Linked DNA regions of Rattus norvegicus: region 1 is linked to region 2. Evidence: chromatin contacts called from public Hi-C data. All regions are on one chromosome and are shown on one strand. Each heading gives the region's core, a stretch centred on a gene start, on an enhancer-like site or on the middle of the called end of the contact. The rest is flanking DNA. Distances are from core to core; before and after follow the strand shown.

Evidence for each region. Hi-C and Micro-C count contacts between places; a contact is called where the count stands out from the background.
Region 1: a contact with region 2 is called in a Hi-C map of the A7r5 cell line, with 6 times the contacts expected there. The contact joins two enhancer-like sites. A contact is called at or near these places in 2 of 12 Hi-C or Micro-C datasets (the A7r5 cell line and the Rat2 cell line).

The regions. Positions count from the first base shown.
Region 1 is chr14:97,004,810-97,011,644 of GRCr8, reverse strand. No RefSeq gene overlaps it. Among named protein-coding and RNA genes, the nearest start is that of Meis1, 490 kb to the left of the region's middle. Within about 2 kb of position 3,389, at least 2 of the 93 cell types and tissues checked have an H3K27ac peak or open chromatin away from gene starts, as enhancers often do. A contact at or near this core is called in the A7r5 cell line, where this site is marked.
Region 2 is chr14:96,559,454-96,566,873 of GRCr8, reverse strand. No RefSeq gene overlaps it. Among named protein-coding and RNA genes, the nearest start is that of Etaa1, 48 kb to the right of the region's middle. Within about 2 kb of position 5,938, at least 13 of the 93 cell types and tissues checked have an H3K27ac peak or open chromatin away from gene starts, as enhancers often do. A contact at or near this core is called in the A7r5 cell line, where this site is marked.

The DNA.
Region 1 (6,835 bases), core at 2,140-4,639, 450 kb before region 2:
TATATAGCTATATAATCTATTTTGATTGCACTTAATCCCACACTCCCATCTATGCCATTGCCCAGTCTCCTTCATCTAAGGGGACAATCAGCTATCTGCTTTGTCCCTCCAGTCAGGCTTGCCAGTTGCTTTCTAATTTTGAGTCAGATGGATGTAGTTGGTTTTAAATCCCAAGCTTACTGTTTACTAGCTGTGTACACTTAGAAAACACACCAACCTCTCTGTGTATTTATAAGAACGTGTGTGACCGTATCCATCCTTTCACTTCAGTGTTACAAAGGGGATTTAAGGCCACCAATCTATTTATGCTTTGGTCTTTCCTTCTGACATTTCTTTGGCATTTTCTACCACTGCTTTGTCATCTCAGCATGATTCCAGCTCATTCCTGTGGGTTTTCTCTTTTGGTTTCCTATTTCATCATCTGACCACTCTCTCATTAACTCTTCTTCCTGAACTGACATTGGGAATTTCCGTGTTAGCAAAGACTGCATCTCAATGTTCTTCAACCTCAGACCAAAGCAGAGGCGATGTGAGTAAATGCATTTGCCTGAAAACTGGAGGGTGGCATCGAAGTCTGGCCTGTATTTCACAGAGTGGATTGTTTTACATTGTTTACTTACGCAAAAATTGCTCAACACTGCATTTTATTTCAGCTCTATAATGACCTTGGAGTTTATTTAAGAGTAGGGAACATTTGATCAACGCTTGTATAAAGATCTGGTAAAGACTGGTTTGTCTCTAAACTATTTGCCAGTGAATTTGCTAGTCTTCCATCGATTGATAACACTGTTGGGCATTGTTGGTTGATGTTGATGTTGATGTTGATGTTGATGTTAGCTGTGACATCTGAGGCAACAGTGTAGAAACTATAGAATTTTTCATGGAGTCATAGCAAGCTCAGGCACTGCTAAAAACACAGTCTGTTATTCTGCCATAGAACTGCTAGGACAACACTGTGTTGCATGTTTTGTTTATGCTGGTCTTAGGTAAATAATTTAGTACACTTTAACACACACACAAAAAGAATGTGGGCTGTTCTATACCTTGTGTCTATATGGTCTATTTAACCCCTGAGGTAAGTCGGCTGCAAAATATCTACAGTAGGAAAAAGAACAGCTGCTTACATCTGTTAACATAACAAAGGACAGATTCTGACAATGAACTGCTTACTTTAAATCTTGAGGTATTTGCTTTTGAAGAAAAAAAAAACCTTCAGCAAGAAGTGAAATTCCATGGTATGAGGTTTGAAAAGGAAGAGAACCAAAGAGGTACAGTTTCAATGGAGCAGGCAAACAATGTCTCACCCATTGGATTTGAGGTTTCAGTTCATTGTTTTTGTTGGTTTTACAAATGCAGGTACGGAGTAATGACTGTAGAGGAAACACAGTTTCAAGATATGGCATCAGAAATGAGTTTTATCCTTTTTTCTCTCTGTCTTTTGTGTCATTTCCTATGCCCTAAAAGCTCCTAGACTGTCTTGTGTGAAACGTAGTTTGGGGTTGATTTCTTGTTGAAATGAAAACTAGACTTGGTAAGCATCTGTTAGTCAGCTCTCTGATCACCCAAGACATGTCTAAGCTACTGAACTTATGAAGAGAAAGAGCTTATTCAGGCTCAGAGATTAGCTTTCAGTCTATAATTGTTTGACCCATTGCTCATGGCTCCATCATAAAAGTGCATATTGGTGCAACAGGTGCAAAGTCATTCATCTCATGGCCAAGACGTGAAGAGGAAGAGGGAGGAGTCAGGATCCTAACATCACCTTCAAGAGCATGCCCCAATAACTGAAGGACGCCTACAGTGCCCTGCCTCATAAAGTTTCCATTCTCTCCCAGGAGTACCACACAAGGGTGCAAACTTTCAGCATATGAGTCTGTAGAAATATTGAAGAGATACATCACCAAGAATATTGCTTTTGTATTGTTCAAATGTTTCAGAATGTCACTGAAAATTATTTGGCCTTTAAAGGATCATACTAAATTATTTTCCCTGACCAGTTTTGGTAGTTTAAGAAGATAAAGCTGGAATTCAGAGTAAGCTATATGTTTATGTGTGTGGTGGAAAGTCGTGGCAATAGGGAGACATAACAAACATGCTGGATACTTAGTTGTTTGACTTCCGGGTGGTTTTTCTAAAAGCACATACACATGTTATTAACGGATACCTATTGGAGAACTCTTATGCTTTATTTAGATGATTCTAAATAAGTCAATATTTTACTCAACCACATTCTAAGAAACATTCTCCATAAAATACAAGTTCAAAATACTTTTAGATTTTTTTCTACTGCTAAGTGCACACACACACACACACACACAGACAGAGAGAGAGAGACAGAGAGAGACAGAGACAGACAGAGAGAGACAAAGAGACAGAGAAACAAAACAGAGAAATAGAGACACACAGAGAGAGAGAGAGGGGTATGGAGGAGAAAACTTTAAAGGAAACCTCTTTGGTGTACTTTAACTGCACATGTAAACTGGAAGTCCTCATATTGTGATAACCCATGTTCTATCTTTGCACTCTGACATTGCTCATTTGCCTTAAATCATATAACCTTTCCTAAGCGAAATGACACAACCAGTCTATAAAATTTCATGATAAAAATATAGAAGCAAATAAAACTTAGGTAGTTATGGCTAATGAAAGAAATAAAAAGTTTATTTCAGGACTTGGCACTTTTCCTAACTATAATGTTCTACTCCCAACTCGAAGGAGGTGAGGTAGGCTATACTGTTGGGCTCCTAGTTAGGCAAGGAGAAGAGACACATAGAAGAACGTTAAGTTTCAAAGTCACACTGAAATCCTAGGGCTCTGCTTGCCAAGGCTGCTCCCCTCCTAGCCAGGTGCTGTAGACTGCTCTTTCCAACTTGTGAGACTTCACCGTTGTCTTTTGTTGCATCGCAGAAGTCTCCATCCAATGGGATGTGTCTGTGACCGAGTAACCTACAGAACACCTACCCCTTCCAGTTTTCCATTGCATGCCAGCCAACTTTATCAAGGGCTGTCATTTTCATTGTGGTCTGCACATTAAAATCACAAAGGTTGCTTTTAAAACATGCCCAAGCCTGAATTCTAACCATATTGACTCCTAATTTAATTGCTCTGTGGTAGAGCCCAGGCAGTGGAATTTTTAAACACTTCATTAAAGGTTTCCTTTGGGCAGTCAGATTGATGGTTTTATTTCTTTCTCCAAATGTGACAGTTGTTGAGTACCTTAAAAAAGACCAATGGCCCCAATAGTGTTTGAGTTCAGGTATGTGGCTTGCACAACATGGAGCTAACCCTCAACCGAGTTCTTGCTGTCATAACCTTTGACTAAGCATGAAGAAGATGGAAGGTTTCCTTTTTACAGACTCAGCTCTTTGGTGTTGGCAAGGTTCCCTGGGAGAACTGGCTTCCCAGGATGCACATGTTGCAGTGCAACACGGGCACTGACATCCATCAAACTGTGCCTTTCCCTTTTCTTAAGTTTCATGAGGCAAAGAACCAGGGCTGTCGGTTGGGTTCGCCTCTCTTTGTTCTTGATGACTGAGGAACTCTGAGTTTCCAGCATTTGTTGTTGTTTTAGCAAAAGCAGATCCACCTATCACGTTTCCGGAAGGAGGAGCAATAGAACGATGGCAGTCACATTTTAACCACCCCCCCTTCTTGGAATGATAGAGTGACACTATTGATTTTTTTCTTCCCTAGCAATGCAGTCTGTATCATGATCCATATCAGGAAATAAGAAGCCGCTGATAGCCTGTTGCGAAAATGAAGTCAGGTTTTCCCACCCTCTTCCTCCTTCTGGTTTCCTTCCCTGAAACGTGGGTTCATGACAGCTTGTTGTTGGGCAGGGCATTAGCCTTTTGTAATTTATTGCTTTTAGATTAAATCTGGGGAAACTCGATATTGCAGTTGAGTGATTAGAGCAATACCCCTCGGAGTAATAAATTTTCTTTGGTGCTGCACCTCTCCAGATCATGTTTCCTTTCTAATTACATTTACATAAATGATATTCTGTAAAATTAAATTAACATTCAAACGGTTACCCTGACAGGGAGAGACAAAAATTAGTTACCAAGTTGTGTCTTTTTTTTTTTTTAAATGTCTAGTTCTTTTCATAACATGAATCACCAGCCATCAACCAAACGCCGCTTCCAGACTGCATGGGGATGCTTGTCAGCAGCTAATGGAAATGCTTTGTTTCTTTCTTGCATACTTAGACTATTGGAGATCACAGTGACTTTTTCGAACTTGGCCACTAATTAATTGCTAATCTTTCTTCAGGCTTCTAGCTTTGAAATTCTGCAGTGATCCCGGAGACCCTCAGATTACAATCAAGCATAGCTATGTGTTCCGACCCATGATTTTCTTCCCATCCCCGCCTCCAGTGTACCTGTATCTTTCTTGGAATTCCCTTTTGAAATACTTCAGTACCTGGAACAGCAGCATCGGGATCTCAATGACCCCCTTGTCAAGGGTGAGAGTGCCACTTCTGCAGTGCCTGTCTTACTCCAAGACAAATGGCAATGCAGCCTCCACTGTATTTTTTTAAGTAAAGCCAACAAGTTCCTTTTGTGATCATAATTTCATGTAAAATATGCTTTCACTTATACAAGATAAGTAGATATCCACAGGGAGGATATCCCAGGACATCCGTGAGCAGTGCAGGCTTATTGCCTATGCTCATTGACTTGCCTCCAATAGACATGGATCATTTTAATAAAATAGTGATCTGGGCTGGAGAGATGGCACAGTGGTTACGAGCACTGACTGCTCTTCCAGAGGTCCTGAGTTCAATTCCCAGCAACTGTACGGTGGCTCACAACCACCTGTAATGAGATCTGATGCCCTCTTCTTGTATGTCTGAAGACAGCTACAGTGTACTTATATATAATAAATAAATAGATCTTTAAAATAAAGTAAAATAAAATACTGATGTGTGAAAGAAATGTCCACAGATCTGTTCATGTAGAATGGCAGGATAATCAGACATATTTCTACGTCCAGACACTTTCTTTTCCTCATTACATGGATCCGTTGACACACTCAACACAGTCCAAACAGGGATCTTTTGTGTCCACGTGGAGAAGCCTGATGGAACACAGATGTCAAGAGAGTCCACTCTTAAAGCATCCTGTCAGGAGCACTCAGGTGAGAATAAAAGGCAGCATTTCTCTTGAGAGAAGTAAGCACAGCTTATCTAGGCAAGGGCTAAGGGACTTACCCAATGTCTCGTGTTTCCTTGTCTCTTGAGCTTGCCTTCACATAGGTTTCAGTTATTTGCTGAACATGTGTGCATTGTACACATGCAAAGGCAAAAGGAGAAATTAAATGAAAGAAAGGAACAAAATCTCAGTCCATTGAAAACCACACATTCTTTTTACCTCATCCCCATGTTTGTTATTCCTGGGTCTTCTATGTATAGTATATGTAGAATATATATAATATATGCATAGTATGTATAGTATATATACTATACATAATATACTTATTCATGTATGTGTATATTATATATATTATATTTATGTATTGTGTATAGTATATGTATATGTATAGTGTATTTTATATATGTATAATAGTATACATTATTTATATTTTATGTATAATATACATATGTATTTTTATATGTTATCTGTATAATAGTATATATGGATTCTCATTTATATCTCCCTTCTTTGTCAGTTACTCATTTTCTTGCCTGTGACTCACTGTGAGCATCTGATGTTGCTGAATCCTTTTGTGCAGTCTTTTTCCACACAGGCAGACTACGGGAGACACCAAGTCCCAACATCCTGGCTTTTTAGGTGGAGTGCCGGGTACAGTTCTTAGCTCCTGGTCCTGCCTGACAGTCTCTGTTGGAAGCTGCTGTCAGTGAATGGATGCCCAAATCACTAATTCACAGATCTGAGTTTGAACAAATGGGACCATTGCTCCTCAGCTCCTTCGGGAGAGCTATAGAAATTGGTCACTGGAACCCATCATTGCCTGTGACTTCTACACCATGGAAAGTTAAAGGAATTTATGAGTGGGTGCCAGATGCCAGCTCAACATCTGCTTCCCCGCAGAGGTGTTAATGTCACACAGAGCTGAGTGCATTAAAAGTGAACCTTAGGAATAAAAAATAATAAAAGATAACTGCATAGAGGTGTAGAGATGCCAATTACTGTTAGAAGGCTCGTATACAGTTTCCAAATGGAATTTTATGTAGAGTACCATATATAAACAGAGGTGAAGCTGCCCTCCTCCTCCTCCTGTTACCGTATCCCCAGAGAGCCTCAAGCTAATTCCACCAGGGCAAGAAACTTAAATGACATGCTTTCAAAATAATAGTTTGAGTCATTTATTGAAAAAGGATGAAGTTTTTTTTCCAGTATTTTCTGCATTTAACATTATAGGAAAGACTATCTTATTTAAACATCATAACTGTGGAGAAAACAGATGGGGCCCATTGTCAGTATTGTTGATGAAGCCAATTGCTAAACTCAGTGTCAGTGTCTTAGAATTCTTTAAGCTTGCCCACTCTATTGCACACTGCATGATTCTTCTAAGCTTTTGCTTAGAGCCAGGTTACAATATCCAAGTGATAGCCATAGGGTATCACATTAGCAGGTCTGAAAAATAGACTAGTTCTGTCCCTCAGGTCTTGAAGTTTTAGTTTCAGAGGTGGAAACTATGTCTCCACATGCAGCCTGAGCTATGGCTCAGTGACTTTGGGCTCTCAGTACCAACATCAGGTGGTTTATGACTGCCTGTATTGCCAGCTCCAGGGAATCTGACCCCTTCTTCTGGCCTAGGGGGCATACACATCGTATACACTCACACAGGCACACATATGTATGTAAATAAT
Region 2 (7,420 bases), core at 4,689-7,188:
CTGAGTGTGGCCGTATGTGCCCGTTACAGAGTCCTGAAGGTAACAGATCTAGAAGGATGGCTAGGACTTCCCCACCAGTCGGTCTAGCTAAAATACTGTTCTCCAGGTCCAGTGAGAATTCCTGTCTCAAAGGAATAAATAGGTCAGAGTTGTTGAACAGTGGGGTATTATACAGATTGGATACCAAAATTAAAACCAGTAAGTTTATCAGGGGGGAAAAAAACTGTTACATTAAACTTCAAAGATTAGAATTCTCCTGAAAGTTATATCCAAATAAAGCGGGAATAAACAAATCGTCCCCGTCATAGAACAAAATAAGATTCAAATCAGAGAAAAGCTAAAGACACCCCATCTTGTAATGCAGATTAAAATCACCCTTTCCCCTCTTCACAGCTATGTGACTTTGGCAACCTTCATTGACCCTCTGTGCCAGTCCCCTCCTCTAGAGAATAACTACAGTAGTGGAACCTGCCTCATTAAATGTTATACTCCATGTGGCCTGCTACATAAACAGCCTGGCACAAAACAAGAGCCCATAAATATCGGCTCTTAGATTTTATTACTGTTGCCGTGTGTTATTAAAATGGAGATACAGGGCAGAATGAGAGTGTTCTATCCACCTCTGCACTTTTCCAGGTTAATATTCCTGGACACTACAAACCCCAGACGTTTTCTCCTAAGCAGACCTTTAAAAAGACCTGACAAGAGGTTGTCTGTGTCGTCCATTTGTTTGCTGTTCTGCTTTTTGAAACAGGTGCTCACTTTGTAGCTGCTGCTGTCCTTAAACTGTGGCAATCCTCCTGCATTAGTTCCCTGAATGCTGGGGTCACAGGGAACCAGTCCTGGCTAGCTGCCTACTAACCCACTTTCCTTGGATGACACACAGAAGTCAATTCCAGGCTTGCCCCAATTATTCTGATATTTAAAGCACTGTCTGGTATCAGAGAAATCATCAGGCTTGAGGAGAGAGGAATCAAAAAAGGAACCTTAGCCAGGTGTAGTGGCTTAGACCTAACACTCAAGTAGCTGAGACAGAAGAATTACAAGTTCAAGGACAGCCTGGGCTACACAACAAGAAGGAACAATGGTGATGGTCATGATGACAGTGATAGGAGGAGGAGGAGAGAAAAGGAAAACACTAGGGAAAAGAACTCCCACTGAAAGTTCCTATAACCATACAGAGGGGTGAACCGTGAACAACACCGAGGGTCATCAGTGTTATTCTGAAGCACAACTGACACCTATCACAGTACATGTGCTCATTCATGTATGTGTGTGTGCGCTGCGTGTATGAGTGGGTGTGGTAGGGAAGAATGATGCAGTCTCCTGAGGTAGAAGAAACGTTGTATGGCTTAAGCTTGGGTGCTCCGACTCCCAGTAATAGTTACATTTCCTTGGTGTAGGGGCAGGTGAGACACGGCCCAGCTCAGGGCAGAACACCCACACTCCTACAGTGTGGGAAATAAAGCTGGGGACCCCACTGTATGGCACCAACCTCCACATTCGGGGTTGATGGCATTGGTTTGGGTTTTTTTCCTGCAGAAATGTACAGGCTATTTTCTTACCCTTCCCCTGAGCTAGGATATGGAGATTAAAATGTACCTACTGAGGAGGTAATGCATTCAATATTAAGGATCCATCATGTGCGTATGTCTTTGGAGCATAATGGTTCCTCTGGAGCTGTTATTGGTATGCTGTGAGGAGATATTAGGAATAATACTCACAGAGTGGCTAAAGGAGACCACATATTAACTACTGTCCTTCTTTAACATTGTTCAAAACTGGGCTTTTTTTTTTCTTTGTAATTCCTGGGGTTTAATGCCTCCTATACTTTGTAAACTGAGCACTTTTCAAAGAGAACTCTGAATTCCTACAGAGCTTTCTTTAGGTGAGCTTTGATCTCTGCCGAGCACCTATCTTGTGTCTCTGTAATTGCCCTGCTTTAACAAGGCTCCCTAGCACGAGGAGGGGAAAATCCTTTTATTAAGGCTATAAACCTAACTGACCGAGGTGATGGAGTGCACAGCTTGGGGGTAGCCTTGAGCTCCCCGGGAAAGGAAAAAAAAAAGGGGAGACGGGGAAGTCTTCATGTTAAAACAAAATGAAATATTTATTAAATGTGTTTCCGGTGTCGCGGGCGGTCAGAGGCTGCCCTGTAGTACGCTGAAAGGTTTGATCTCTGCTCGGCGGCGTTGGGAATGAATGCTGATTTCAACAATAGGGTAAAAGCTAAGGAAGTTATGCTCGCTGTATTTTTGGCTAAAGATGACAGCTCGGGGTTTCAAGTTGCACAAAGCAGTCCGCGGGATTAAAACAGACGAAGGCTACTTAAAAGTATTGAGTTTCGGGAAGTGTGATCTTCCAATGTGGGGGATTCCTCATTTGCTCTGACTTCACTGTGTTAATCTTACTTTGCTAATGTACGTGGTGGTTCGCATCATGTTTAATTAACCGATGGAGGAGGGCTCCAGTGGTAAAGAAGGCACCCCGCTAAGCTCTGTCCGTATGGCAAATTCGAATCACATCCTTAGCCTTGCAAGAACAAACTATCCCAGGAGCCACTGATGACAGGATGTAGGAATTGAAATCAGGTCCCTCCTGTTGTTCGAGAATCCGTGGAGGGTGCCCGCCATATGCCTGCCCATCACTGCCGGTGGTGGGGGAGGGTTAGAAGATGACAGGATAAAAGAAAGGGAGGCTCTAGTTTCCCCAATATGTTCAAGTCTCAGATGAAAACAATGCACTGTGGTGCTGTACGGAGGCCAAAATTCACATGAAAGTGTGTCTCAAACTTCCCAGCGTAATGAAAGGAGTTTGTGGTGGTTTTGATATGCGCCCTTTGTTTCCTCTGCAAAAAAGGCTGCTCGGGGAGTTTGAGCATAGCTAGGTGAAAACGCTTTGGGTTTGAGTTTAATACAATGCACAGAAATGTGTCTGCCTAAGTCTTTTTTTTTTTTTTTAATAAAATGTATTTGTTTTGGATTTGAAACTCAGATAATGTCTTCAGAGTTAACATTTTTTGGAAGAGGGAATTTGGGGATTATCTAACTTATCTCAAAAGTCTGAATAACTGTGTTGTTTGAGGGAAAATGTAAGTTAACTTGTGATTTTCTTAATGATGTAATCATTTTTGAATGCATTTTAAGTACCTTAGTATGCTAATAAAAGCCTGAAAACAAGCAGAATATCAGTTTTGGTCCTTAATACAATGGCAAGCAAACCTGCGCATGCTCTTTAAGTTTTTTTTTTTTAACTATTTTTACTTACTGTAATCATGTTACAAGTTAACCTTATGATTTTCCCCCACTTGATATTTTACTACTTGTTTCCCACATTTTTTGATTTATACATATCATTTTTATCGATAGCATAATTTTCCTTCAAATGAATGTTATCTTTTTAATTGTGCCTGTGTGTGCATCCTTGAGTGTGTAATAGGCATGTGTGCATATATAGTATATATGGTGCCCTGTGGTATATATGGACACCATGAGGTTGCCATGGGAAGTCTTCCTCAGTATCTTTTCTACTGAGTTTTGGGAGGCAGGGTCTTCTGGATTTTCTCTTTCTCGGTCCTTAAGCACTAGGACTGCAGGCACACACCACCATACAGATGTTTCATGTGGGTGCTGGAGATCTGGACTTTCCCCACCGAGCCACGCCCATTCTTCTCCTTTTCCGACCATCCTCCTGTTAACTAAAATTAGCAAAATAATTAAAAACCTTCCAGTGTTCGGTGTTACAAATGTTATAAAGACAGTATTTTGGTAGGCATAGATTGCTCCACATTTTGATTCATTGCCTTAGAAAGATTCCCCCCAAATGCACACTTCTTTCAAGGGTGTGTGAGCGAACAGAATTCTGTTCCCAAGATAAGTGGAAAATAAAACACTGTGAACCCCTAGCTGTTGACTAAAGTAAACATGCACACAATTCATGTGCAGTTCTAGGTGACAACTTCACCCCACAGCAAGTATTGCCGCCATGAAAAAAAAAATATTTCATTTTTGTTCTGGTGTCCCTTCGTGTGCTTTCCTTCAAAGTGGGCATGCAGAGATGATGACGTTAATCCAGACCGTCCCACTTTGCCTTAGGTATCAACTGTGTTTCAATCTAGGAAGACGGTACTTTCGATGAGAGTGTTTGCGTTTATAATACTTTCAGAGAAGATTGCAGATGAACAAGTAGGTGGAAATGGCTCATGAACAAGTAGGCTCTCCTATTAAGAGGGTCATGCTTTCAGTTAAATCTGAACGTGCTTCTAATGACGAATAGTTCCAGATGATTTCCTGGTGCTAATGTAGAGGTGGGTAAGTTAGGTGATGTATTTTTATCGAGCACAGCTTTGGAATTTGGACAAGGAATTCAAGGTTTTCAACTGTGCAAGGTATCCGTTCAGGAGGCTTGCAGAGAGGAAAAGCCACCTGTACCAATGTCAGCCTCACAGCATCTTTCAAAAGGACGTTGTTCCGGGGTATCTCACTACAGAGCACTAACTTTGAAAACGTAGGCTGCAGTCGTGAGTTCTGATTCTAGAATTCAGCTGGCAGTGACACAGATTTTTTTTAAACCATTCTTTATTTTGAGAAAAATATATATTATAGTATTAAAATTTCTACTTTCAACTAGCTTTATCAAGGGATCGTCTGGTCTGTTTCACTTGATGTACATTTTCATGAAACACCATCAATTCGGTCCAAGTCTCCACGAATTCGTGAATATGTTCTTGGATTTTAGAGCGCTAAAGTGTACTTCTCATTTGCTCTAGTCACGTTTATCATGGCTCTGCAGTAGCAGAACATCCTTTGTCTCCCAAATGTACTCCTTTCGGTGAAATTATTTTCTTTGCAGAACTGGAAAAACAAAAGGTGAACCTTCTCAGGGAAATACTGGGTGGGACAGGGAAGTCAGGTCAGAAAGCAGACTGCCCATATTGGCAGTGAAAAAACCACGCTTATTTGGTAGTCGACTAGTTTTGTGGTTAAATAATGGTCTTATTTTGGCATTTAATGAATATTTGTTCCAAATAAACATAATTTATGAATATTTTAACACATGCATACTCAGTGGGGTGGATTCTCACACTGATATAAATAGAATTAATGAGCAGTCAGCTGCCACATACCAGGACATATGACCCAGCAGCAAGAGCTCAGAAGCGGTTCTCCTGGCTTCATAAAGCTCTGCCCTTAGTTTAACTTCTTGAAACTATGTCTCATTCTCCCCTCACTGTTGCAGAACTCAGGTTTTGTTAGATGAGTCTGGCTGGATGTCCAGACAACCATTTGTTTTGCCTTCTTTAAGACAAAACAAAATCACACAGAGGGAGGGCTTGGCTCCACTCAGCACAACTTGTGACAGGAGTCAGAGAAAAATGAATATTTTACATATTTCTACTAAAAACATGAATTGTCTGTTCTTTCCATTTTTGTGACAATTAGCATGATTATGCCAGTTGCTACAGATCTTTACAAAACAAAAAGACAAACGAACAAAAAACCCAAAACTTCCAGTGGTTTTACATTTTAAAACAGACCTGACACCCCTTGAGTGGGTGAAACAGAGAGAAAAAGCAAACACATCCTCTGGGCCATTACCTGCTCTCCTTGAACACAAAGCACCGAGCTGTGCAGCATGCCTAATACGATTTTTTTTAAGGAATAAGCCCAGCAGTAGAAAGCTACCCCTTCAAGGAGTAGGTTTGGGAATCAACGCCAGCATGCGAAATCTTCAAATTAACTGGATTTAATTTGACAGGGAATTATTGTTGTGAAGAGGCAAAGTGAAATTTAAGAGTCACCTCTATTCTGTTCTGCTATTTTCTTTTTACAGCTTTATTATAGGCAAAGCAGAAAAATAAAGCGAGCATGTGCAGTGCGATGCCCAGATGATCTGGCAGGAGGGCAGTCTTGGCAAGAGATTTGGGCTGTGACGTTTATACACACAGATGGCAGGGCACAGCCTTTATTCCTCTTAGCTTTCATTCCAAAAGGGGGTGTTGGAGGCCTCTCTCCCTCCCACCCCCACATTTGCAAACACACACTCTCTGAAATTTCAGACTAAAGCTGCATCCGAAAAAGGAGAAGTCCAGTCCGGCCTGCCTTAAGGAAGTGAGAAAAGAAAACAGGGCACCATTCTCCTGGCCACCTCTTAGAGGAGGACTTTATCCCGACGGACTGAGGAGGAGGCTGGGGCCTGAGGAGCTTCCCCAGAGTGGCTCCCCTGGGGAATCCCCTTTCCACTGCAAAGTCAATGGGCACCACCTAGTGCTCTTTCCTGGCAAAGGCTGTGTGTGTTGGTCTGGATGTAAGTGGGCACTTGGGATGACTGGTAAAGGTAAAATAAAAGCACACAGTCGTCTTCAAACCCTTTGCCTTCTAAGGAAGGGGAGAGAGGGAGAGAAGGGGGAATAAGGAAAGGGGGAGGGGAAGAATAAGAATTTTAAGGTGAATGAAAGCAGTTCTTCCAAATAAGGGCTTTTCTTAGGGCTGGTCTTTGTTGATAGTTTCCTCTTATATTTTTCCACACACCCCCCATTTGTTTTATGTAAAGACTTCACTTCCCAGCTCTGGCTGACCTGGAATTTGTTACGTAGATGAGAACACTCAGAGATCCCCCTGCCTCTGCCTCTACCCTTGAATGCTGGGATTAAAGGTATGCACTGCCAAGCCTAGCTTCCCTTCCCTCCTGTTTTTAAAGCCATTCCAAATCTCCTCCTGAGAAATAAAGTCTTTATTCCTCCATATGCTAATTCCCCCTGCATCCGGTTTGTCTGTCTGTTTCCTCTATGGTTAAACTTGGAACATTTCTAAAACCTTCATTCAGCCTAAAGCAAAGAAGGTTCTAGTACCAATGTGCCCTTGGCAGCCAAAATCGTTTCTAACAAGGAGTCTCTCTGGAGTCTTCCTAACAAAACAAATCGCACTTATGAAAAATGAGGCGTAGCACAGACTCTTTCGCAGCACAATAAGATCAAGTTAACCGCTCGTGCCTCTAGGAAAAGGATCTAAGAGGCTTTATCCGATTGGCAAAATGGACCTGGATATCAGCTCAAGGATTGAGGACACTTTGATAAAATTTCAAAGCAATGAAGTCCGATTATCTGAATGATTGCTTAACCCCTTTAAAATATAATTCAGGGAAGAACAAGATTTTTTTTTTTTTTGAACACATGGTCTGGCAGAAAATAGAAAGCTGTTTTATACTATTTGCTTTTTCTGGAACATTTTGTTTAGAATTATTCTTCCCACTACTGCTTTTACAGAACAATGATAAGCACTTCTCTGTTGCTAAAAGTAGACAATTCTTCAATAAAATGAGCAATCTTGGTTTACAGTGATGCGGGAAGAAGTAATGGGAAGAATGCCACAGAGAATCAGAGAGACCAAGGCCTGCTGTACATTAAGAGCTGAGTGACTGA